Linked DNA regions of Gossypium hirsutum: all the other regions are linked to region 3. A link is a contact called in public Hi-C data. All regions are on one chromosome and are shown on one strand. The core of a region is the stretch at or near the end of the contact, and the rest is flanking DNA. Distances in the headings are between cores, read along the strand shown.

Region 1 (2,700 bases), core at 186-2,685, 350 kb before region 3:
GGTGACAACGATGGTGGGATCATCGGAGGATCTCTCGACTCTCTTCTTCACCCCACAGCCAGCGCTGGTGCAACGATAATAGCTCCTGTTTTTCAACCATATAATATAGCAATGCTTACTAAAAATGAACATTAGTGGACCAATATGAAAAGGGAGAGGGGTTATTAGATTAGATATTGATTGATACCTGGGAAAAGGGCTGTTTTTCACAGCTTTTTGGCCATACTTTCTCCATCGGTAACCATCATCTAAGTGATCAACTTCACTCTTTGTCATGAACGCAAATCTCGGTTCCCTTTGCCTTTTTTGGTTCTTCTTTTTGGGTTTCAACCTAAACCCATAAAAGCAAAAGCAAAGCTAAAAAACAAAACCTTTACTTAAAAAATCAGCAATACAAAGCAACCAAAAGTTTATCCCACACTACCCCAAATATCTAACTCAAAAACAGAAACAATAAATAGAGAGAGTGAGTATTGAATCCAAAGCCATAAATGATAGTCAAAGAAAGGTTAGCTTACTGTTTCTTTGTCTTGTCTTGATGCTGCTCTTCTTCTTCATCATCTTCAGCTTTGGTTGGTTCATGATCATTTGCAGCTTCATTAGATGAAGAAGAGAAGGAAGAAGAGTTTGGTGTTGCAGGGTTGTTTAAAACTTCAGAAGATTCCGGCAGGGTGGAGGCCGGCGATGGAAGGGCTTGAAGCTGCTTCGCGTCCAGTTGTTGGTGAAGAAGTGGTTCAGATGATGTTGAGGGAGGTGGTGGTGGAAGAATCGGTGGTGGCTGAAAGGAATCGAATAAAGAAGGGGCAATGAAATCTTGATGGATGCCAAGCAAGTCCATGAAACCTAAAGAAGACCCCCACTTAGTATCTCCATCACATGCCCCTGCTCCAGTTGCCATGTCAAAGATGCTTCCACCGGAACTGGTCGCTTCTGCTGCTGCTGCTGCTGCCGCCGCTGACGGATTCTCATCGGAAAATATTAAATTCGCCATGGAAATGAAATTCTCTTTCTTCTTCTCCACACACTTTTTCACATATTCTCCTCCATATTTTTTGTTTTTCTAAGAAACAAAAGGAACCCAAAGTTCTTATCTTTGCATTAAACCAAAAAGAGACATTTTCTTAAAAAAAAAATGATAGAAAAAGAGAGTGAGAAAATGGGGTGAAGTGTATGTGAAAAAGACTTTGGGTTGGGAATTTGGAGAACAGCTTGGGATTATAGTATAAGCATAGGAGAAGAGTAGAGACCGGCATTTGCCGGTTGATTAAGTGTACGGTACGTGGCGATTAACGGAGGCCGGTGTTGGACCGCATTTATTGTTTATGGACCGCCCCCTCTATTTTAGGTCTACCTTTGGGTACGCGTTGACGGGGGCCGTCTTTTTTACTCCTTTTCTTATTTTATTTTTTAAACAAATATTTTCTCTTTTAATTACTTACTACCTCTAATCTAACTTACCTAATCTCGTCTCTTCTCTATTTTTGCTTTCAATTTATTAAGGTGTTTTTTCTATCATTTTTCCATCTTTTTGGCTTTTCAAGGCCACCCAACTTTAGTCTTTATTTTTTAACTTCATATTAAAAAAAAAAAGTAGTACGTGAAATCTATATCATTTTTTAAAAAAAAAAGTGAGAAAAGGGTGCCACCACCTCACCATATCTGAAATTTTCTTTTCTTTTCTTTTCTTTTAAAAAAAAAACCTCTATTTCTCTTATAACTGATATTGGAAAATGAAGTAATAAATAAGCGCGTTATGAAATGCTGAGCCAATGTATGCGTCAGCTGAGTTTCTAACTCATTACTCGCCTACTTCTTCCCCGACAAAACCCACACGCCTCACCAGACATTGTCCTAAAAAATCAAATAACCTGGTTCAATCCGATTTCCGTCTATATTATTTCTTTTATTTATAACTCTTCAATTTTCATTCAATCCGAAATTCTTTTTCCAAATTATTCATTAACTTTGGCTTTTCTACATTCGACCAAAATTCACTAATTATAATACCATCATGCAAATTCAAACGTTGTGTCTTACAAATTTCAGAGTTAAAAAAGTTATATAATCTCTTGAAATTTATCCAATACTAAAAAATATATATCATTTGTGTCTTTTCTTCTATTTTACTTCAATTTAGTAATTGTTTATACTTGCTTTTTAGATGGATGCAAATTGCTTCTAGTATGGTAATGGTTTGCTTTTAAAATAGATTTGTACATCTTTTTTTCGATTGATTTGAATTGAAAAGTGGTTTTTTTCAAAAATAATTTTTAACTTTTTCTCCGCAATTAAACTTGATTGAAATGTAATTTTTCCTTAAAGCAACTATAGTGTTTGTCAAAATTGATTCAAGTAGAGAAATCTATAAAGATTTTCTAAGCTTTTTGAGATACTTCATTTGATCTAATCACATGAGTGAAAGTGATTTTTTGTCCATTTGATTGTTCTACAAGAATTTAAACTCTTTTATTCATAGTTATCTCTTATAGCTTAAAGATAAAATAACTATTTTATATTATCACTTAATTATTTTATTTTTAATTAACGATAATTCAAATTTTAATATTAAAAAAATAATCATAACTAAATTTACTCACTGATAATATTAATTTTTATTTATTTATGTGAGAATTTTCGTCTAGGGATTTTCAATTTTTGTCATTGCCGACAAAATAAAAATATAGTAATCGTGTTTTCAAA
Region 2 (2,700 bases), core at 153-2,652, 320 kb before region 3:
TAGTTGAAGTGGTAAAGATAAAAATTGAGTTAATTGCACCAAACATCCTCAAACTATGATCCTTATTTTGAATTGGCCCCCAAACTTCAAAACACTCTTATTACATCTCCAAACTATCAAGATTATATCAATTAGGTCCTTCCATTATTAAAATAATTAATTTAATCGTTAAGTTACGCAACAAATCTTATGTGACACAATTTAAAATGAAAGCTAAAAAGAAAATTGAATATTGTAAGAAGAAAAGTTGTAAAAATATTTATTTTGAGGTTTTTAAAGCTTTTATAGAAGTTTTATTGTTCATTCTCTTTTTCAGTTTTACTTTATTTTTAGGTTTTACTTTTAAAAGTTATGAGGCAATGTTTAAGTTTTCTTTAAAATTTTCATTTTAAATCATGCCACATATGATAGACGTGTCATTTAATGGTTAAATTAACAATTTTATTAATAGAAAGACTTAATTGACACAATTTTGATACTTTGAGGATGTAATTAGAATATTTTAAAGTTTAGAGACTAATTTAAAATGTAAATCATAGTCTAGGGATGTTGAGTACAATTAACTCATAAAATTTTCTAAATATGGGTGACAAGGATCCAAATCTCACCCCATGCAAGATTTTTAATGGTTTTATTAAAAATATAAAAAGACAAAAATAACGTTTTAATATTGATGCTTGATTGACTCGTGAAATTAACTTAGTTCTACCTTTAAAAGAATTAACCTCATATTCATAATGAATGTTTTATAAAATGGTAGTGGTTGAGAATTTTAATTAAAATTTTGTAAAGCATAAATATATAAAATAAAGTATGGTAAACATATTTCTTAGGAAAATCCAAAAATAAAAAGACATTGACAAGTAAAAAAGAGCTGTCGTGTCTTAAATTACAAAAAGGAAACATAGAAAGCCGTTGACATAAACATATTTCTAGAAGTGATGTGAGAATATTATAATCCAATTTCATATTTTATGTTAATATCATTACTTCTATATTTGTATATAATGCTGTAATAATGTATGGCATGGTGTGAAAGAAGTGGAATGAGAAATGCCCAGCGGAGATTGCGGCAATGGGAAGCTAGCTTACCACTCTCTGCCTTTCTTTTCCTTTATTATATTATATTCATATATTCAATTTTATGTCACATTTTTTTAATTAAAAGTAAAAATTAAATGTGTCTTTAAAGCTTAAATTCATATAAAATTTAACATTTTATTTAACCATTAAATTAATAAATTAATATAATTTAAAAATAAAAATAGGAGGTGGAAAAGTCAAAGTCAATAAATAATTAAGAATAAAGAAAGGAATGGCGACGTTAAAACGCGTCAATCTGTGTCTAAAAACGCAACCAGACAAAATCCTCTTTAATTACATCAAAGGGAGTGTGGACAAATCACCCTCGCTTTGCGTGCACGTCTCTTTTTTTTTTTTTACCCCCTCCCCCCCTTTTTTACTCACTTAAGGCTTGCTCGCTTTGTCTTTCTATTTATTATTATTATTTTTTTTTTTTGGGGGGGGAGGGGGGGGGAGAATTTTGAATTAATATTCCGATATTGAATTCATCGGAAAATCCTCTGCTTTGAATTTGCAATGTGAAACGATGGTAATCTCTATAACCATATATTATAAGAGTGTTGCCATGGTGACACATGTTTAGAGAGGGAAATGGTTTTAAGCATTTGGCAGAAATGAATAATGTATAATTCAAGAGGTCCTTCCCATTTTGTTATTCATATGATTAGATCTCTATTTGACCCATTTACAGTATTTAATTACAACTGTCTCTAGTTAATTAATTAATTATTAATTGAATTTTAATTCGATTAGCATGAATATTATTATCAATATAGGAGAATATGAATTCGATTATACTGAAGCATATTATTTTTTTATTTATGGGTTAGAAAAGAGTTATAAATAGTTATAGATATTATATAAAAAAATAAATATAATCAGAACCTATAATAAAATTATTAAAAAATTGATTATTTAATTTTTTATTAAATTTAGACTAAAATAAGGTATGTTTGCTCGGAATAATAAAATGGTATGACCTTCCTTTATGATGGTGCTTTCTTATACTTCAATTTGAAAATTAATCTTTAGATTTTAGTTTCTAACATAATTTGGTCACTATATTTTTATAATGTTACTGATTAGTGTAAATAGTTAATATTATTAACTTTTCGATTAAAATATTATGTAGTTATATATAATTTAAAAGCATATTTTTAAATCTAAAAATTAAAAGTGTTAAACTCTTAAGAGTAAAAGTAGAGGTATTAAACTCCAAATATACAAAGTGTACAGGGACTTAAAGAGTATATTTTAATCTTCAAATTTTTACTCTAATAATTTGACACAAACAAATAATTAATTTAACGTAAAGTGTAAATGAACCATCCTAATAATATGATAAAAACAAAGGTTCATTCTACATACATTTTGTCAAATCTTAAATTGTTTTTTTTTTGTAACTTTTAGGGTGTAATGTTAGTTTAAATATGATGAGTTTAAAATTACTCAATAATCTATAAGTGTTAAAAATGGGATAATGTCATAGTTGGTACTTGTATTTTAAAAATATTTAATGTGATATTTGAATTATCAATGTGTTTTATTATTGTGCTTAGTGTTAATACGTCTAATAAATTGTTAAACTAGCCAATTTGACATTAGAATTCTTTTTTC
Region 3 (2,700 bases), core at 151-2,650:
AATTCTGGCTGTCCTGCCTATAGTAGAACAAATAAGTGAAGAACAACAGTAACAACTCAGTTTAGATATCTAGCTGAAGCTTAAACCAGTAGTAATTATTAAGATGCAATAAGGAATGAAAAAACTTACAGGAAATGTGTTATAAACAACATGATGTTCGATATCAAGGGGCTCCTTGGTCTCGAGACAGGAAGGCCTATGAGAGGGAAAGCTAACTCTCAGAAACTCCTCCAATTTCTGTGCATCGACATTGTACCGATAGCCACCATCTCCATTGAGACCAATTAGCACCATATTCACCTCGAGCGGAACCTGAAATGGAACCTGCACAACAGAACTTGTTCTAATCATAACCATAGATGAGTAAAACTAAGCTAACAGCCACAACCTCTTCATGTTTCTAGGGATTTCAGGAACGCAATTTAAATTTTGAATCACATTTTGGGAGAGATCAACTACGTAGCTCATTCACTCAAGTCGAAACCTATAATATTGGTAAGTTCCTTTAAAGTAATCACTAAAACAACAAAAAATCAATGAAAATTGGCGAGAAAAATGTCCATATAAGTTTCTTTAGAGATTTAACAAGATTTTTAGAAAGGGAACCTTTTCTAATCATAACCAGAGATGAGAAGAACTAAGCTAGCAGCCACTAACTCTTCAAGGTTCGAGAGATTTTCAGAACGCAATTCGAATTTTGAATTACATTTTAGGATAGATCAACTGTGTAGCTCAAATTCAGTCAATTCGAGTCCTATAATTTTCGTAAATTCGACGCTCTAAATTAATAATTAAAATGAAAAAACCTCGATGAAAACCCGATATTATTAATAATATGAATTTTTTCAAAAAAGAAAAAGAAAACTCGATGAAAATTGGCGAGGAAAAAGTCGTCATAATTTCTTCACAGATTTAACAAGATTTTCAGAGCGAGAATCGATTACCTCAGCACGCGCGTGGAGCGTGCGGCGAACATCGGATCGGACGCTGTCGCGAACTTCGAGGAATGCGCTATGGTGCCAGTGAGGGTGATCAGGGTCTCTTTTGAACGCTTGTTGAGTAGAATCGGATAAAGTTGCGAGTCCACTGAGTGTAACGAGAAATATCGAACATGATAACATAGACGATAACCTCGATCTCGATTCCATTTCAGTGATAAAAACAGAGGAGAAATGCGTGAAAATGGTTACTCAATTAATTTTGTATGAGCTTTTTAGCCACTACCGGCGATGACTTGCGCCTAGACTGAACTGGGAATTAATAATTTACGAAGTTTCCAAAATGATGCCTGCTTTTGTGGTTAAATTACGAGATGTAGAATGAAAACATTTTATAATGAGCCTTTTGATTTTGGGCAATCAATTTTCAACTTGAAGCAGCCCACCCCATCTTCTTTCATCAAATTACGACCGGTTAAACTTGGTGTATATTTTTCCCTTTGTTGTTTATGTTTAATTAGTACTTAATTTTAAAAATAGTTAAATAATTTGACATTTTTATTTAAAAACGTGTTTTTCCAGTGAAAAGAAAATTAAAATGATGAAAAATTGAAGGATGAAAAAATAAAAAGATAAAAGAAAATATTATTTTTCTTTTTATATATGTGTCGAGTAGAAAAGATGGAAAAGATTTTTTTCCTCCATTACCTGGTAAAATTGAAAGATTTAATGAAATAAAATAAAATATTTGAAATATATATAATTTAAACTAAGAGACACTTCTCCCACTTTCTCTCCAATCACCATTTCAATTTGGAAGAATTTATTTTTATGTATTAGAATGAAAAATTATTGTTTCTCTCATTTTCTTTCCCACCCAGCATATTTAAAATTTATTTTCTTTCCATTTTTCCACTCCCTTCTGACATTGCTCCACTTTTTTTCCTAACCAATCACACCCTTAAGCTTTGTTTGGTACAAAGGAAAGAAATTTAGAAAATTGGAGAGGAAAACTAGAAGGATGGAAAATATAAATTTTCTTTCAGTGGATATGCTTGGTAAAAAAGATGAAAAAAAATAATTTTTTTCTCTTAATTGCTTAGTAGAGTTGAAAAATGAAAGGAAAGCAAATAAAACAATCAAAAAATGTAAAATTTGAACAAACATACACTTCTCTCCCATTTTCTCTTTTCTGATCATTTTAATTTAGAAAGATTAATTTTTATACATTAGAATGGAAAATGATATCTCTCTTATTTTATTTTCTCTCACTTTTCTTCCCAACTAAGTACACTCTAAATTTATTTTCTTTCTATTTTTCCATTTTCTCCTTCTATTCCTCTATTTTTTTCATCCAACCAAATACACCTTAAAGTCATATGCAATAGTATAAACTTAAAAGGAATAGGTGCTTTTTTTTTTTTGAAAAAACACTTTTGGAATCAAAATAATATTCTTAGCCCTCATTTATCATTATACTTATTTTTTGTAATATTTATATTAGGTATACAATTATTTCACTTCTTGAAATTTATTTCAGCATTATTTATTGGAACTAATTTGTATTCTTATGTGATGCACAATTATATATATTAACTTTTTAATTCTTTTTTAACATTAATTTATGTTAATTTCTTCAAAAAATATTATTAAATTAAAAAATTAATGTAAATAAAAATATTTAACTAATTTAGAATAAGTTATATTAGTGTTATTTGATCTTAAAATTATTTACTATTAAAACAATACAAAAATTCATCAT

The links. A called contact is a pair of places that touch in the nucleus more often than the background predicts.
Region 1: a Hi-C map of leaf shows a contact between it and region 3, with 2.9 times the contacts expected there. The contact joins the promoter of LOC107896591 here to the promoter of LOC107896599 in region 3. A contact is called at or near these places in 4 of 34 Hi-C or Micro-C datasets (leaf and seedling).
Region 2: a contact with region 3 is called in a Hi-C map of leaf, with 2.0 times the contacts expected there. The contact joins the enhancer-like site here to the promoter of LOC107896599 in region 3. A contact is called at or near these places in 9 of 34 Hi-C or Micro-C datasets (hypocotyl, leaf, petal and 1 more).

Annotation. Positions count from the first base shown.
Region 1 is chrA10:101,806,787-101,809,486 of Gossypium_hirsutum_v2.1, reverse strand. LOC107896591 (probable WRKY transcription factor 48) reads right to left here and starts at 1,435. Exons shown (of 3, transcript XM_016821788.2): 1 at 519-1,435; 2 at 188-331; 3 at 1-85. The coding sequence starts at 991.
Region 2 is chrA10:101,778,248-101,780,947 of Gossypium_hirsutum_v2.1, reverse strand. No RefSeq gene overlaps it. Among protein-coding and RNA genes, the nearest start is that of LOC121208701, 23 kb to the right of the region's middle. Within about 2 kb of position 1,402, at least 3 of the 9 cell types and tissues checked have an H3K27ac peak or open chromatin away from gene starts, as enhancers often do. A contact at or near this core is called in leaf, where this site is marked.
Region 3 is chrA10:101,453,836-101,456,535 of Gossypium_hirsutum_v2.1, reverse strand. It overlaps LOC107896599, which reads right to left and starts at 1,400. Exons shown (of 16, transcript XM_041079142.1): 1 at 945-1,400; 2 at 130-324; 3 at 1-17. The coding sequence starts at 1,148.